Linked DNA regions of Mus musculus: region 1 is linked to region 2. The links are chromatin contacts, called in public Hi-C maps. All regions are on one chromosome and are shown on one strand. Each heading gives the region's core, a stretch centred on a gene start, on an enhancer-like site or on the middle of the called end of the contact. The rest is flanking DNA. Distances are from core to core; before and after follow the strand shown. Region 1 has its middle 85 kb from the start of Gm31085. Region 2 overlaps Gm30886 (a long non-coding RNA gene).

Evidence for each region. A called contact is a pair of places that touch in the nucleus more often than the background predicts.
Region 1: a Hi-C map of cerebral cortex shows a contact between it and region 2, with 1.8 times the contacts expected there. The contact joins two enhancer-like sites. A contact is called at or near these places in 1 of 484 Hi-C or Micro-C datasets (cerebral cortex) and 1 of 9 other capture datasets (embryonic tail).

What each region holds. Positions count from the first base shown.
Region 1 is chr4:23,596,907-23,603,110 of GRCm38.p6, reverse strand. No RefSeq gene overlaps it. Among named protein-coding and RNA genes, the nearest start is that of Gm31085, 85 kb to the right of the region's middle. Within about 2 kb of position 1,325, at least 43 of the 459 cell types and tissues checked have an H3K27ac peak or open chromatin away from gene starts, as enhancers often do. A contact at or near this core is called in cerebral cortex, where this site is marked.
Region 2 is chr4:22,972,045-22,978,173 of GRCm38.p6, reverse strand. The region is part of intron 2 of Gm30886 (a long non-coding RNA gene); the gene reads right to left. Among named protein-coding and RNA genes, the nearest start is that of Gm30886, 37 kb to the right of the region's middle. Within about 2 kb of position 4,458, at least 15 of the 459 cell types and tissues checked have an H3K27ac peak or open chromatin away from gene starts, as enhancers often do. A contact at or near this core is called in cerebral cortex, where this site is marked.

The sequences.
Region 1 (6,204 bases), core at 76-2,575, 630 kb before region 2:
CCCATTCCAGGTTCTGCATGTTTCCTAGGTCTAACATTTCTGATTGCTCACTGTTTTTCCTAACACTGAATATCGTATGTCACTTGCCTAGTATGGCCGCAGACTCTGCCCTGCTCACCTGCTGTTTTGGTTGGCTTTAGATGCAAAGAGAAGAATATGAAAAAAAGAAATGGGGGAGGGAAGTTTGGAAGACTGAAGCTAAGAAAAAAAATGGCAAATGTTTTTAGCGCCTTCATCTAGACATGTGTCCCCTCACTCTGTGACATGGCTGCTCCAATGTTGCCATGGTGAGGATTTCTAATCATCCCTACACATGACAGGCTCCTATTTGTCTGTGCTCCCTTGGGTGTAAATTTCTAGGCTTAAAAAAAAAAATCCATGTGAGCGTATCATCCGCCGTGCAGATGTTTCGCTGCTTTAGAATATCAGGCAGCTGCTTGTGCCACCGTAGACAGCTAATTGGAGACTGCATCGTAGGAACAGAGGCGCAATTATGGCATAAATACACATCCTCTGGTGAATCATTGTATCTCTATTAACAGAAAATTTTAAACAGTGCTCAGAGTGTAATTAGTGTAGTTGATAAAGTTGTAAAACATGTAAATAAGGGAAATAGCAGGTACGTGGCCAATCCAGTATCCAGCACTAGGGGATGCAGATTATTGCCTATTTAGAAATAATTAGCAAAGCTGCATTAGCAAAGCCTGTGTCCAACAGAAGCAAGGCAAACATTTATTCTGGTAACAGCAATTTCTGTGCTAGCCATGAAAATCTACTAATATTGGTAATTTAGCCCTCATTACCAGAGGATAAAGCATGAAAAGAGCTCAGACATGAAATATGACAAGTAATATTAATTTTTATTCCAGAGGAAAGGAAGCTTCCTTGGGCTGCATGCTGATTTCTCTGCAGGGTCTCAGCAGTGCGTGCAGAGGAGGCAGTGGGTATCTGGTAGTTGAGAATTCAGGATATGGAGCTGACTCCCTGCTGGAAGTGTACCCTGGGGTGGCTATGACAGTGGCTGATGAGGCATGCCACTGTTAGTGCCCAGCCAAACCTCAGGTCACAGTTCAAAACAAGCACTCAGCCATTAAACTTCAGTCCTTATGGACCTATGAGGGTTTATGTCCCCATTTCTGCTTGCTCCCACCCTCCCTGCTCCTCTTCTTATTCTGACTTTTTTTTTTTTCCTCCCTGGGAAAGATTTTGCAGAGCTACACCGGCAATCAGATTGATTTTTTGTGCTTGCACCGCCCTCTGCAAATGCTTCTGATAATGAGCCGCTGCTGTTGTTGGAGGGGAGCCTGTGGGAGGGCTGGTTTCAGCTGTGTCTTAGCTCTGTCCTGTGCTCCGGGTAAGAAATGATCCTCTGACTCATATGCATTGAAAACTGTGGCACTGAAGAATATTACCCTGCGGCCAGGAATTGTGAAGAGCAAGAATTTGGAGCTTGTTTTACAAATACACTTCCTAATGAAGAGATATGCAAAACCACCGTTAGTTTCGGGACCCTCTATTCATTTTTTTCCAGACAGTGGGATAAAACAGCAGAACGTCTGGGGAAGAGCCGCCTTTCCTGCATTAATCTCCGCTTGTTCGCGTGTTCTTTGTTTTATTCTTGAACCATAAAACTGTCTGGAATTAAGAAGGGGTCCTATGTAACAGAGCATGCTTTGTGGTGTTTCTAGCTCTCAGCATTCCCTTGTTACCTCTGCTGAACATGGGGTTAAATATTTTCAGGCACACACATGGGAAGTTGCTTTCCTCAATTTTCTAAACTGAGATTTCCTTCGTTCTAAATTGAGTTTTAGGGAAAAATATATTCGGATTCAGTCTGGAATTCATAGAACATCCAAAATATCGCTCATGGCTTGCACATGTTGTATATTTCAGAAATTTTTTTTAAAAAAATGAAGATGGCATATTCATAAACTCATTGAAATAAACATATGGCTCACCTTCTTTTTCAAATATTAAAATTAGGACTTTTATTTCTAATTTCAGATGTGATGAAGACTCAAGACCATTTCCTAACCAGAGCATACGATGGGTCAGTGACGGTGTTCTTCATTGCTCCAGCATCTTCTGTTTGTATATCATCCTAAAGAGTCTAACTGAACTTAGAAGCACATTGGGATGTGAACTATGAACATCATGGTGACTAAGAAAACCAGATATACCAACACATTCTACAACACATCTGAATACTGGCCAGTACTCGTAGCACAGCTACATGCAGAATGCAAAAGTGGATATTTACGCAGTATATTTGTTTTTTCCATCTAAAACTGGCTTATATTGAATTCTGGATTTTGAGAGTATCTTTCTTTCCTGCTTGCTTGCTTGCTTGCTTTTTTTTTCTTTCTTTCTTTCTTACTTTTTTTTTTTTCAGTTCTCCCACTTCTGGGTCAAACGTGCATTTCTATATATTGTGTCAGTCAAACCTACACAGCAACTGAGCGATAGCAAACTCTAAATTGTGAGGGTCTACCTTTCATTTTCTTAACATGGCCTACTCCAAAGACATCTTTCTTTTATTTAGTATCACCCTATCCATAGTTGAAATGAACACCTGAATTTCACTCAGACGACCTTTCTTCAAGTTTATGTTTTAAAAAGTTCTCTGGGCCTCTGTTTCTTCAACTATGAAATTGAAACTCTCTCCTTGTTTACCAGGGGTTTGGATGAGAATTTCTGCCATACCACATTGTGAAATACTCTGCAGACTGTGAATATGGCGCCGATTAGTGTTTCTATGATCTTCCTCATTAGTATTTACATGATATATTCACTGGACAGAGTTATGACTACATCAGTGTAACCTCTCAAACACTTGGCCATTTGCCTAGGTTTTAAGATGAAGAGCAAACACCCTCAGAGCATGTCATAAAATTGACCTCTGATTGTGCCTGTAACTTGCTGATAAATCTGCTGATTCATAAATGCAATTCCAGTCAACCAGCCAGATGTTTGTTCTATGGGATGCCAAATTGCCACTTAATCTAATTTTCTCCAGGAAATGTACTGTATGTATAGAGACTATATAAACAAAATTAATCATTAATTGTTATCATTTTAAATTCATATACATATTCTATGAATACACATATTCTGTTAATATACGTATACATATTTCGTATCTGCTGCAAAGTGTGTGCTTTTTGCATCTCAGAGAGACACTTTTCATATTATGTGCACTGCACTACCTTCTGAGAAGCTGCCTAGAATGTCATGTCCAAGTTGCAGAGTTTACCCAAGGGAAGAAGCTAAAGAATTCCCTTTCTTCCTTAGGAAATCCCATGTGGAACATAGGCATGATTTGAATGATCAAAGCTGTTTTAACCCTTTGTAGAAAATCAGAGTAATAATAGTCGCAGAGAGCCTAATTTTGTAGTTTTCCCTGTGGTTTCTGGTGTGCATCAAGCAGTTACTATGTGGAACTGGTATACAGCTGCTGTTAACTCTAGCACCATGCCCACCACATTCACTACATTGACACTGAAACATCAATGTGTGCCAAGATCTATGCAAGGGCAGAAGGCACTCAGGGGAAACAGGAGGCCACATGATCCCTGATTAAGTGAGCTGTTGTTACTTTTCTTCACATATCTCTTCCCTCTGCTCTTATTGTTCCCATCACAAAGCGGGTGAAATAGGTTCAACAAAGAGGATCTTCAGACTGGAGTTAAATTCAAGCACAGGAATCAGTTAATGGGAGCATGAACTTGCAAGATACCAAACCCTATTTAATTTAAATCCACTTACTGATTTCTAACCCTGTGGCATCTACAAAAAATAGTGTTTTGTTGTACAGAAGTTGTAACCACATATTTCCTAAATGCTAATTTAATCTTAGTTGGAAACACAATTTTATATATTTTCTTGCATGCAAAATTGTATGTGGAGAGAATAAATTCTGTCTGCCAAGTATTTAGGCCAGTTTTATTATTTCTCTTATGCTTAAGCATCTCTTTCAGAAGAGGCCAGTAACTCATAATTTTGCCATTGTTGACAGGCATCCTGAACAGCTTTTCAGAATCTCTTCCCCATTACTCATCTAGTAGAAGGATAAATGATATTTTGTATCACTAGATCTCTCTGTTTGTGTCTGTCTCTCTTTCTCACTGTCTCTTTGTCTCTGTCTCTTTGTCTCTGTCTCTTTGTCTCTGTCTCTTTGTCTCTGTTTCTTTCTGTCTCTGTCTTTCTCAGTGTCTCTCTTTGTGTTTGTGTCTCTGTCTCTCTCTCTCCTCATGGTCTTTCTTCCATTTAAATTACAGACATAAAGTGCCCATTGTAAATCTTTCAGGCCTGAGAACAGTATAACCTACAGATCACACAGACAGCCCACTGGACAGAATGGAATGGGAGTGGAGGAAGTTTTTGAGAATAAGTACACATTCCAGAGGTCCTGGAACAGTTTTTGTTGGCTCAAAGTAGTTCATTAATGCTCATCCTTTACTGTAGAAAATGGCTAATTTGTTCACTCTGAGAGTTTCTTTTTAAATTGTTATTTCCCTTATGAAAATCTCTTTTATTCTATCTGCATTTCCTGCAGTCTCGATCATGAAGAAACTGATCATTGATTTAAAAGAAATATATAATAGCTGAGAGTTTAAATGATTCCCCTTTAAATAATTTCTCTATACTTGAAAAATTGAACTGAATAGAGTTCAAAGAAAAAGAGATAAACTGGGGTTTGTTGAGTCACAGGTTTCTTAGTATTAAATAGAAGTGAAGGTTCCTACTTTGACTTTTAACATTTGCAATCACAATCACAATAGACTCTCCTTCCCACTACTTTCTATCCTTCGGAGGCTAAGTAAAACAGAAACAGTGCAGTATAAGATGACAAAAATTCTTCCCAAGAAATCAGACAGACAACAGTACATCCTCTTGATCAAACAAAAAGATTCTATAAATCATTTTTTTTTTTTGGAGCCAGTCCTTTCTGATTAAATTTCTCTTTTAAGAATAAGCAGGTATCTCCTACAATCCTCCAAATTCTTAAACTATCAGAAATGATGAAAATCTTTTAAAGCCTTCAATTCTATACATATGTATGGGCAGATATCTAAACATGGAAGACAGATGAAGAGTATGTATGAGTCATGGAAGACAGTGTCACGTGAAGAGCCCTCTGTGATTTTCAGTGGCTGTTTGCCATGCCTTCATTTTAACTTTTTTTCTGAGTGACTCAGATACTTTTTTCATGACTGATAGTTTTTCCTAAGACTGAAAAGGTGTTCTAATAAAGAGAAATAAGTGCTCTTTGAATCGATTTTGTTGTCATATATCTTCACGCCGAGGTCCTTATATGACTAGTACCAGTCGAAGGCACAGGTAAAAAGATTGACAAAAATCTCCAAGGTCCTAGACTCACTGATTCTTACTGTCTGATGAGGCACTTTTCAAAGTGAAGGAATGAAACAGACAGAACTCATAGTAGAAGGATCTTGAAGCATATATACAAACAGCAAAAATAGACTCAGTAGGTTACACACACACACACACACACACACACACGGAGCAAAGGAAGGGGATGATATAATTCAATTTCAATTAAAAACATATTAAACAATACACAAGGAATCATTTCTTTTGCCTTACTACATGGCTTATCCCGAGCTCCAAGTGAGTGTTAAAAATTTCAGGCTCCCTGGGTTATCTTCAACAAGTCCAGACTAGGCCACACACAGCATGGTCCTTGCTCCCTTTTTATTACAGCTTTCAAATCTCTTGAAAGCATAGTTTCCTTGACAAATACACTGTGTCCTTTTACCACAGCTTTTCATACGTGATCTTGTTTTTTAATGGAAGGAATGCCTTATGATGTCTTTTGGGGTTATTTTTATTTGAAAGGGGTAGACAGTTACAGACTATTTTTAATTTTCAAATCCAGTTGTAACATTATTTTTTACATAATTCCTATCTGGGTAAATATCAGTATTTATATTTTTGCTATTATAAATCTCATTTCTATTTCAACTTAGATGGGGGAGATTGGGCTGCGAAGTATAAGACTTGTGAATAACAGAAAGTAGAATGCTGAGAAGCTTATCCTGAAACGTAAAATATAAACATGTAAAATATAAGAGACGTCTAGTCTGGTTCGATGCAGAAAATAATGCTATGGTGTGGGTAAGTAGATATTACCTGATCATGTTCTTAACAAAAGAAATGAAAAGGAAGAAATGAGAGTTTGTG
Region 2 (6,129 bases), core at 3,209-5,708:
CAAGATTCTTCAAGTCTTGCTTCGTAAAAAAGACACCAGCTGTATTGGTTAACACTCCACTTTAATGACCTCACTTAACTGTAATTTTTTTTCTTTAATAGCACCATCTCTAATCAAATTCTTGGATATGCCTTCTACGTATAAAGTTTACATAGGACAGAAGCAAGTCTAGGGTAGATAAACTTAATTTGAGCATTCTTTTATTTAACCCAATATTTGAAATGTAACTTTTTATAAGTAAACTTCAAAATCTAAGGTTCTATCTTTTCCACCACATTTTAATTTGAACTAATTATCTTTCAAATACTCAGTGTGTGATAGGGACCGCCATATAAGACAGTGCAGACTCAAAGCATCAGAGATATTATTCCCAGGTCTGATGCAGAGTATAAAATCAAAAGAAGCACACACATGATTTCATGATTCTGAAAATGTTTGACAAGGAAATGTGTGCTGCCTTTCATGCCTTTGTTCTAAGACTCCCTTCAGCTATGACCTCCAAACAGAAAGTCCCCTGACACACTTGACCTAAGGAAAAGTTTATAAAGACTCCAAATCCACTTTACCTACCAAAACAATTTGAGTTATACATATCTTGATGTGTAGAATACAATACTTCCAGGTGTGTTACAAATTAAACCCTCCTTTCTGAAATTAAAATGAATCTCATCACTATCTTCTGCCTTCACTGTTCTTGACATATCCTCCATTCTTTCAATTACCTATCCTTTGGAACTTAAATGAGATTTTCTCTGAATGTCTGACAATAAGAATCTCTCTCTCTCTCTCTCTCTCTCTCTCTCTCTCTCTGTGTGTGTGTGTGTGTGTGTGTCTCTCTCTCTCTCTCTCTCTCTCTCTCTCTCTCTCTCTCTCCCTCTCTCTTCTCCCTCCCTGTTGTCTACACTTTTTATAACAGAGGTATGGACCCACTACTCTCTTTTAATTAGTTATTGAATGCATACATACTTTATAATCCCTTTCCTGGATTAGAATTAGTAATTCCAGTCTGCACCCTTGAAGTAGATTGAATATGAATGTCCCCTACCCCAATAGACAGGGTTTCTCTGTATAGCCCTGGCTGTCTTGGAACTCACTTTGTAGACCAAGCTGGCCTTGAACTCAGAAATCTGCCTGCCTCTGCCTCCCGAGTGCTGGGATTAAAGGCGTGCGTCACCACACCCTGCTTAATATTTCATTTCAAATTAGATGAAGGATTAAGATATATGACCTTATTAGAAGAAGTTTGAAACATGTGTCAGAGGCCTTGATGTTTCAAAAGCCCACACCAGACCTTCTCTATTCTTCTGCCTTCTGCTTATGGATTAGATATAAACTCTTAGCAATTGCTCTACCTCCATGCCTGCCCACCTGACTGCCTGCCTGCCTGCCTTCTGCTATGCTCCGCACCATAAGGCTTATGGACTAACTCTAAAACAGTAATAAAGCCCCCAATCAAATCCTTCCTTTTATAAAGTACCTAGGTCAAGGTGCCTCTTTATAGTGACAGAAAAGTAACTAAGACAAACTTCTCTGCCATCTTTAAGCTATATTGTACTCCATGTACTCCTCCATGTAGTCCAGTTTACCTTAGTAAATAACCATTGTTATTTGTAGAAATCGATTAAATCACTTTATTTGAAACTTTCTCTCACATAATCCTCATTGCCTGAAATTATCTTTTTTTTTTGTTACCCTCTCAGCTTCAGCACAGATGTATCCTTCAAGAAACTTTTCAGAATCATTACAACAAGACATTATTTTATTTCTAAATATCTAGATTTCTTTTGCATCACCATTTTATGCTTTATACTTGTAAATCAATGAAGGAAGAGCTGGAGTACCTAATGCCAGATCTGGGAATGCAGAGCCATCAGCAACTATTGTTATTTAGTGATATCTGTGAGCCTTCTATTATGTGCTAGATACTGCTCTAGGCTCTGAGAAAATTATGATAAACAGTACAAATGTTTCTACTCTCAAACAGCTTACATTCTGCTCAGGCAGACAGTTACCATTCAAAATATATCAGGAAAAAAACATGGCAAAGGGTTCTCAGTTTTCCGACAATAATGATAATGTGATAGAAAGTAACTTTATTTCTGATATGCAGAAAAGAGAGGATGATGTTAAATGGGAGATAGACTGAAGGATGATATTGAAGATATGTTGCAGGAGACAAATTTGAGGGGAAAAGTGTAGTAGGCAGAAGGAAGAGTTTTCACAAAGACTATAAAGGCTTGAGGGATAACTCAGGAGGTAGAGAAGAAGGACAGGTGACCTGAGTTCAGAACCTAGATCCTACCAGGTGGCAGGAGAGAACTTACACTGTACAGTTATCCCCTGCCCTTCAAAAGCAAAGAACAACATACACATGGTTATATATGCTTGTCCCCCCTCTCTCTTCTCTCTCTCTTTTTCTCTCTCTGTCTCTCTCTTTCTCTCTCTTTTTCTCTCTCTGTCTCTCTCTGTCTCTCTTTCTCTCTCTGTCTCTCTCTTGCCCTCCCTTCATCTTTATCTTCCTCTTCTTCGATCCCTCTCTCCCTCTTTCTACCCCTCTCTCTTTCAAATAAATAAATGGAAAAATGGGTAAAGAAATAATATTTTCAAGTCCAAAAAACAGAACTTGCTTGACACATTTAATAGACAAACAAATTAATATCAGAGACATAGAGATTGCTGAGAATAGAGTAGATTATAATGATCCAAGAATAGAATTCGGGGTACTAAATGAAAAGTTTTTGTATTAACAGGCAAAAGTTGATTGAGTCTTATAAAAGATGCTCAAAGAAACATGAGCAATTGCAAAATAAAGTTGGAGTTAGTGACAAGACTTTCTGATAAATTGGGAATGTGGAGTGTTATAGTACAATCATTTGTGAATGGTAATTTAATAGAAGCAAATATGCACAAAGTCATGATAGGGATAAACTCATTCAGGTATCTGTGTTGGGGTCAGTCATGGACTTGAAACCTCATTGTGATTCCCATTCATTGTCCTCAGACTGTCTGTAATTTTTCACACAAAACATATTCTTTTTTAGGATTTATTTGTTTATTTTATGTATATGAGCACAATTAGAGCTGTCTTCAGACACACCAGCTGACCTAATAACGCCTGAAACTGTTATGTTCCATGTGTAGTATTCTGCAACTACTGTACTAAACATGTTGAACAGGATCTTCACTGCTATTTCTACTCTTCTGCAGTGTTCTATGGGACAGCTATTTGTAACACCAATTTATAGATAAGGATGTCCTCTGATGAGATTTTAGCTTTCCTATGCCATAGCTGAACGTTACAACACTGAAATCTAATCATGGATAAACCATTGCTTAACTTTGTTGTCAAAAGCACACTGCATGCCTTGTCTTTCAACTTCAAGTTTATTTACAAATAAGTTCAATCATTTTAACACTAATAATTTGAATTTTAAATTATAATTCTCTACCAAATATCTCAAATTTTTCTTAAATTTGAATTCACCTGAATTCAATAGTTAATTATATGTATTTAAACTATATAGTCAATAAAAATACTTGTTCTACAGATCTATGTAATGAGCACTCATCACTTTATTTAGTGGTGCCCAATAATATATGTGAAATGCATTCCTTGGCCTCACCTCAACAGTGGCCTTTAAGTAAAAAGATGAGAATGGGGAATAAGTTCTTAAGTACCATGCAAATACAGAAAGAAAAAAATCCTTCTTACACACAGAAGCTACATTGAAAGTAAAAGTAACTACACACAATTGATTTTTAAGCAAACACTGTGGCTGTTAACCACCTTTACCTATTTTTGAATGTGAATCTGCTTTAAAATAAATGTAATTTATTTTATGACCTCATTTCATGAAAGTTGGAAACCCTAGTAATTAAGATGGAGGAAACCTATCATTGTATCTTGATTACAATGATCAGCAATGTAAGGAAAGGCTAAGTGGGCAGGAAGCTTTCCCCATTTACTGCTGTAGAATTCAACTCTGCTTATGAGAAAAACAAGACTAAATTCCTATTGCTTGCAACTGTGGCAAAGCTGTCTATGCCCTCTTGTTTTTCAAAATGAGATTTTTTTTTAAAAAAATGAGGTCGTTGGTCTTGATGGGAATCAAATCATTGAGACAATTGCTTAGAGTGGGCTTTGAACAGCATCTTGGGAAACAGTGTCCCTAAGTCCTTGTGGATAAAAAGCTGCTCTATTTCCAAATGCCAGGTGTGAAAGAGATTGGCAACCTCTCTTTCAGAAGTATAGCCTTGCCCTTGTTATTAGGACAGGCTTTGGAAGGAAATAAGAGGCATGTCTTGGCTTCTGGGGTGGTGAAAACTTTGTCAGATGTGTTCATTAGTATCTTTTTATTTTTTTCCCCGTTAGACTTAATCTGTATGCTCAAGTGTCCTGACTCCCTTTTGTGGCCCATAGCCAGGAAAGCGGAGTGTCTGGAGGAACACTGTATTTGGATGCTGGTACGACTTGCAGAGCTTGATTGCTCTGTGGAGTGACTGCAGTTTTGACTGGTGTGAATTTCCTCATCAAAGAGGAATTCTGATGCTTTACATGGCAATTTGAATAATTAATCTTCTGAGCTTTTTGAAATTGCGTTTTTCCTTGTTGCCGCTGTTAATAAATGCCACAGGACCATCAATCCACATTTGGTCCCAGCGAAAATAACAACTCACTTGAAAGTAGTGATACAAAACTAAGTCCACCCATGCTTCCTAAGGAATGATGGGTAAGACACTGCCACCTTTTGGTTATTGACAAGAGTGAGGTTGGAGGAGGTGTGCTGGGGTAGAAACTAAATCTGTTGTTTAAGCTGTAAATTGACCAGGTTTTTAAGACCTTATAAGTAAGTGCAGAAAATAACATTTAAGAATGTCCAAGATCATCTGCTTTTACTCACACAGCTCTCTACAGAAGAGAGAGAGCATACAGAAACGAGTGCTTTGTTCCTTTAGCTTCTTCGAGGACTGCGTTGCTGAAACCAGACTGTAGAAGGGTGTTATAATAAAACAGTTGACGACATGTTGACTGTGGAAGGGAACAAGTGGAGTCAGTTTGCTATAAACAGTCACATCACCGAGGCTGTGGTGCACTCTTGTGTCTTGGAAATACTTGAGAGCACCTCACACTATGAGGCTTTGAAATCCTGTTTCCCAGGATAATGAATTACGTAGCATTTGTACCCCAGCCTCTTCTGAGCACTCAGCTCAAAATGTTTGCCTCGGTGGCAGTGAATGTAAGGTGATCTCATTCAGGCAGGGGAGGTGGAGTGCTCATTAGCAGACACAGTATAATTCCCCAGTAGCTTAATGTCAATCTATGATTAAAATTCAACCCCAGTACCAGCTCTTGGTTAAAAACGAAGGAGCTGCAATTTCATCACATAGATCGAAAAGAAAAATCCCAAATTCAACCTGAGTTGAGTCAAGGTCTTGCTGCTGGAAGGCAGAAAGTACTAAAATCCTTAGCTGTGAGAATTGTGCTCTCATTGGTGTCTTGGAGTTGTGGAGACTGTTCATTCACCTTTAGTGGATAGTTGTAAGGGGCCAATAGTTCCTAACTGTAGTCTCCACAAGCAGTCGTTCTCTCGTCCAATGCCCTCTACTTGGTAGTAATACTTTCATTATTAATTTCATGCCTTCTTCATTTCTTAAGGAACTTAGGTGAGCTCTAAAATAGCTTATTCTTTGTGCCCCTCCCGATTCAGGCTAGGGTTGTAGGGATATCAGTCTGGCTCCAAGGATTCAACATAGAGGTCTAGCTCTGTATGTGATTGGATTACCGATGCATATTTTCTACCTAATGCATAACATTATCACTTTTTCTATTTCATATGGACAAACTGCTTGGATACAATTATGTGTGGATACTAAGCTTGGAGAGATGTTTCAACAGTTAAAAGCACTTGCCACTCATGCTGAGAAACTGAGTTGATTTAACCCACATGGCAGCTCACAACTACCTGTAAGTGCAGTTTCAGGAGATCTATTGCCTTTTCTGTCATGGCTACCAAGTGCACACATGTTGCACATGCATCCATACAATTACACATAGAATTAGTAAATGCTTCTAACGGGGCAGACCTCTTTAAGTCAGCAAAAGCTGTCTTAGGGGTACCATAAGCATCA